Regions from separate parts of the Xenopus tropicalis genome. Here region 1 is linked to region 2. Evidence: chromatin contacts called from public Hi-C data. All regions are on one chromosome and are shown on one strand. Each heading gives the region's core, a stretch centred on a gene start, on an enhancer-like site or on the middle of the called end of the contact. The rest is flanking DNA. Distances are from core to core; before and after follow the strand shown. Region 1 overlaps abhd12 (abhydrolase domain containing 12). Region 2 holds the start of gins1 (GINS complex subunit 1 (Psf1 homolog)).

The links. A called contact is a pair of places that touch in the nucleus more often than the background predicts.
Region 1: a contact with region 2 is called in a Hi-C map of brain, with 1.8 times the contacts expected there. The contact joins the enhancer-like site here to the promoter of gins1 in region 2. A contact is called at or near these places in 2 of 5 Hi-C or Micro-C datasets (brain and neurula embryo).

What each region holds. Positions count from the first base shown.
Region 1 is chr5:38,994,251-38,997,004 of UCB_Xtro_10.0, reverse strand. abhd12 (abhydrolase domain containing 12) reads right to left here. Exons shown (of 14, transcript NM_001142129.1): 13 at 479-2,754; 14 at 1-478. Among named protein-coding and RNA genes, the nearest start is that of pygm, 33 kb to the left of the region's middle. Within about 2 kb of position 1,499, at least 1 of the 11 cell types and tissues checked has an H3K27ac peak or open chromatin away from gene starts, as enhancers often do.
Region 2 is chr5:38,936,906-38,939,605 of UCB_Xtro_10.0, reverse strand. gins1 (GINS complex subunit 1 (Psf1 homolog)) reads left to right here and starts at 1,439. Exons shown (of 7, transcript NM_001016164.2): 1 at 1,439-1,537; 2 at 1,814-1,878. The coding sequence starts at 1,463. It also overlaps a transcript of uqcc2 not described here.

The DNA of each region.
Region 1 (2,754 bases), core at 250-2,749, 57 kb before region 2:
GCAGACACAGTCAGTTTGTGGTGTAACGGTCAGAAATCATTTCCATGAGTCCTGCCCCAGTGGAGCTTACACTCTAATGTCTCTATCATTCACACATCATAGTGCCAATTAACCAGACTGTATATTTTTGGAGTGTGGAGGGAAACTGGAGTACCTGGAGGAAACCAATGCAAGCACGGGGAGAACATGAAGCTCTATATAATCTGGGCCAATGGCACCCAAGCTGCACATTTCTATGTGTGTCTTATGCACAGGCATATTCTGTTGCTAGGAGAGGTATCCATGGCAAAATGCTGGAGGTTGGTCTATTCCCATTGCACTGAATAGCAATAATTCTGGGTAAGCCTCCCACGTCATCAATGCCTATAAAATCAACCCAAAATGAAACACCTTTACTGATGAAGATAAACCCCCAGGTGCCTCCCAAATCTAAGGACCAAATAGTCAAGTTATAAGGTTTTTGTGATTCTGTCACTAAGGGTCTGTCAGTGCCAGTCACATAGCAGCAGTCACTCACTAAGGGTCTGTCAGTGCCAGTCACATAGCAGCAGTCACTCACTAAGGGTCTGTCAGTGCCAGTCACATTGCAGCAGTCACTCACTAAGGGTCTGTCAGTGCCAGTCACATTGCAGCAGTCACTCACTAAGGGTCTGTCAGTGCCAGTCACATTGCAGCAATCACTCACTAAGGGTCTGTCAGTGCCAGTCACATAGCAGCAGTCACTCACTAAGGGTCTGTCAGTGCCAGTCACATTACAGCAGTCACTCACTAAGGGTCTGTCAGTGCCAGTCACATTGCAGCAGTCACTCACTAAGGGTCTGTCAGTGCCAGTCACATTGCAGCAATCACTCACTAAGGGTCTGTCAGTGCCAGTCACATTGCAGCAGTCACTCACTAAGGGTCTTGTCAGGCTGGGATGTCTGTCGCACTGGGTACTACATCCTCCAGTGTGGACCTGTCCACAATTGCTTTATGGGAACAACTGGGGTTTATATTGACCTTTCCCACTTCCTTGTACCAGGGCCCTCCAACATCTTGCTCCATCAGTCAGTGAGATGCAAGTCAAACAAAGAATGCTGGGAGCTATAAGCAAGCCGCCATTGCAGTCTCTCTGTTGTATTTAACACATTAACTACTAACTGTACTACTTGAAACTCAATGTAACAATTTAACATTTAATTAATGGGGGGGGGGGGGAAATCACTGGCTGTTGGCAAGTAAAATAAAACATTCCCGAACTCTCACAGCACGACAAACATGGGGTGGCCAATGCCGATTGGTGCATTTTAAAGGGTAAGGAGCTTAACATTATGGGCTCTGCAGCTTTCTCCTTGGATGACCTGGGATCATCTTCTATACCAACCCTCCTGCCTTGGGCTGGAGCATGTGCAGAGCTATCCAATGCAATGACGTGTGGGTCACATGACCAGGCCACGCGCCATCACGAACTCTGTAAATAGGCTCATGCACACATTAGTTCAGTGCCTAATTGAAGTGACATTATCCAGATTTAAAATGTGCCAATTTCAGAGACAGACTAGGTAAGGAGATGTGCACCACCGGAACACAACACAAATAGCCCCAAACAAACAGAACTCGCTTCACATCCACGAGATGGAACGTATCAGTTATACCATATCCAGGAATATATCACTGGGAATAACAGTGAATCTTGTTAATTCTGTGCAGACAAAGGCAACGCAGGACATATATGCAGGGTTAAGACGAAAAAAAAAAAATCTGTACATGAAATACCTCAATGTTAATTATAGCACAAGGCCAGGGTTGTGTCTGTAGGCACCCAGACAAGAAGTCATACCATCACAGTGAGCAGGCATTAAGGGTGATGTCCCTGACACCCAATCTGTGTATTGACACCCAATGCATGAATGGTGATTTTGCACACAAAAAAGTTGTTCAAATAGGAAATTAGCTTTCCAGTACAGTCAGTGGGAACTGGTCCATGAAGCACCCAGCACAAATAGCGGGCCGCCCCGGCAAGGCCTCCCACCAACTCTACTGGCAATCCATTCTGGCCAGGATTTTAACCTGGAAAGTCACTATATTCAAAATGCAGGGGGTGCACTTACCATTAGATCTGCTCCGTTATAAAGAGCTGGGATAATGTCCCAGACCCTAAACCTTGCCAGTATGACTATAATGTACATACATGCTCATTTTCTGGCCTGACATGTTTAGCATGTATATTAGAGGACAGGTTCTCTACAAGATAAATTTTGGAACATACCAATAAATTAAAGTGCAATGGAGTGTGGTTTCAACTTCAGTGTCATTATGAAATAAAATACATGTTTTAAAATATTAGGGTGGCTTTGGGATGGGAACCTAGAAATAGATGTGCTACTTGACCAGCAAGACGGTTGTATTTTGGGTAAAAATCCTGCGCAGCCTCCTAAAATGTAATATCCTATGTTTATCCCATGCAACCCCCCAGCATGTTTATCCCATGCAAACCCCAGCGCCAAAACCCCCATTATTGTAAGTTACTGCTGGGATACTTGTGGCGTCACACTGCATATGGTCCCACCTTTCCAAACCCTGCCAATGGAAAACTACAACTGGGAGTCAATCCAAACCAGCATCTTATGTGTTCCACTAGCATCCAAGGGTAATTCCATGGCATACTGACCAATTCTCAATGAAAGTAGCTGTCCCAATAACCATTTCTTAATGACAGCAGATGTTCCATAGAGCTTGGTACCAACCCAGTCCAGCCATGCATGTTGCAAGGCT
Region 2 (2,700 bases), core at 190-2,689:
ACAGAACCCCAGGGCAACACCTTATAATTACACACTTTAGTAACACAGCCATCAAACCTACAAAGGCTGTTGTTACATGAACATATAAACAGACATGGTTATACTCAATAGCTATATAAACATCACAGACATGACTGTGGTTAGACCAAGTGCAATTGAGATGCATATACCCAAATGTACATGATTATATTTGGCGGTTTCTTAAAATGACCAGGAAAAATGTCTGCCAGCAATATCAATAGAAAGCCAATCAGTGACACATAACTACCATTTTACCATTATCCCATTAAATACTATACAGTTGGGTGCCTTTTAAATAGTTTGAGAGATGTATCTGCTATCACTAGCAATTATTGTATTCTTTCACTTAATTTATTTTAAACTTTAAGCGTAATTTCACTTAAGTTTTGAGTGACCATTAAGCCATTGTGTGCCTGATATACCAAATGGCCCAGTGCTACCTGTGAGCAAACATTTACCTGTCATACATCTGGGATCACTACATATCGGTTATCCCATCTGCATGGCACCAGTGACTACATTAGGTATGCAAACCAGTCCAGTTGTGTAGGAAAATGGAGCAAGCCAGATGTGACCAGCAACTCACCCCAGACCAACACCTGAATCTGACTTGAGAGATCACATAGTTATCACACTGCTGGGCAGGGCCTCCTACGAATAGCCCTGCAACATGCATTTATTAAATGTTGAAGCTGCCTGGTACCCATACTGGAGTCTGTTCTGAGCTAAATGGGCTAAACCAAATGTTATCATAAAACAATATCACAGCACATTGCTTCAGGCAAAACCGACAATTGCCCTGTACAATCCTTGAGCTATTCCCTAATTAAATTCTTTTACAGCCTAAAAATACCTATATAAACTCTTATCCCTCCTTCCTCGGGGCCCCAAGCCCCTCATCTACATGTGTAGAAACATGTTGGAAGTCATAGTTAACATACAGAGCTTCAACACGTTCCCAATTCTTGATATAAGACTAAAGTTTCCGCAGAGCTGCTCACCTTCGGATCCTAGGACAGTAGCCACGCATTGAAACCTTCAGTCCGGTCACACGCCTTTACATAACAATTGTCTCCCTGCAGCATCCGTATACGGCCGCCTGTCCTCTCATTGGTAGAAAAAAATCTACCGCCAAAGCACGTAACCTTGACACCAACAGCTTCCACAGCCATATTAGCTTTGGGCAGCGAAAGAGAAAATCAAGTAGCAGAATCACTTCAAGTTAAGAAAACAGCAGTAATTAAGTGACAAGGCTAATGAAAATTGTAACGAAGAACAGCGCTATAAATGCCGTTTTAAAAATAAAACGGAACTTTTATTTGCCAGATTTAATGATGGCCGCCCGGTAGCGTTGTCGCTTCTTTTAGATCACTTGTTTTTTTTTTGGTCTTCTCAGTACCAGTGTGGTATATGGTGGCAGAGAGTGAGCAGTAAAGGGATCATGTTCTGTGAGAAAGCTATTGAGCTGATTCGAGAGTTGCACCGTGCTTCGGATGGGCAGCTTCCTGCCTTTAACGTGAGTGCCAGTGCGTGTATGAGAATATGCAGCTGGAGGGAACACAGGCGTTTGCCCGGTGCCCCTTGTATCAAAATTATAGGGCCCACTGGAGAAATAAAAAAGCTTTAAGGAGGATTTATAGTATATGTGTGTTTACATTTTTAGTCTTTTTCCCAATCCTATTTTATAGTTTTATTATCTTTTTCATGGCTAGTTTCTAGTAGATACTTCCAAGCCTGTTGCTTCACCTGAGCAAAATAATAACACATTTTTCTATACCTGCACGTTTTGTAGGAGGATGGAATCAGGCAGGTCCTTGAAGAGATGAAGGCTTTATATGAGCAGAACCAAGCTGATGTGTAAGTTGGTTTTCACTAGTAAAAGAGATTTAGTGTAGAGTCACTTATACAGTATCATCATTTATTTATACAGCGCTGCAAATTACGCAGCACTTCACAATAAATTTAAACAAACAAGGGTATACAGAGTAATAATAGAATTAGGAGGCCCTGCTTGCAACAGCTTACTATCAAAAGGGTTGAGGGTACATTGAAACAAAAGGAATGTGGATACAAATTGATTATTTATGATACATATATAAATGTCTGATCAGTTTAGATACATTTAGTATGCCTATATGGATTTTGAAGAGCAGAATCGGGGGGGGGGGGGTGCTGCCGCCTATAGTGGTATGGGCTACGGCCCCTAGTTCCAAGGGAAATCATACCTTAACTCCACAGTGTAAAATAATGTACTTGACTGATATGTGCGTTCTACCTTATGGGAACAGTTTGTTTTCCCTTTTTGATCACTATAATGCCCCCCTGCAAAAAGCAAGGCCCATACACGGTTTGTTGATATGAACCTGAGTGTTCTGCACAGAGCCCTGATCTCAACTGAACTAGGATGCATTGGAATACCGACTGCAAGCTAGGCCTGATCCCCAACATCAGTGGCGAACCTCACAAATGCTCTTGTGGCTGGATGGAAGCAAAGTCAAGCAGCAATGTTGCAAAATCTAGTGGAAAGGTTTCCCTGAAGTAGAGATGAACCCCTCCTGATGTCCTACCAAGGGTGGAAATAATATCTGAATTGTAGCAAAAATTGAATTTTCAGGCAGAATTCTAAGGCTCTTTGAAAGTTTACGGCAAAGCTAGTATTAGTTGGAATTAAAGCTAATT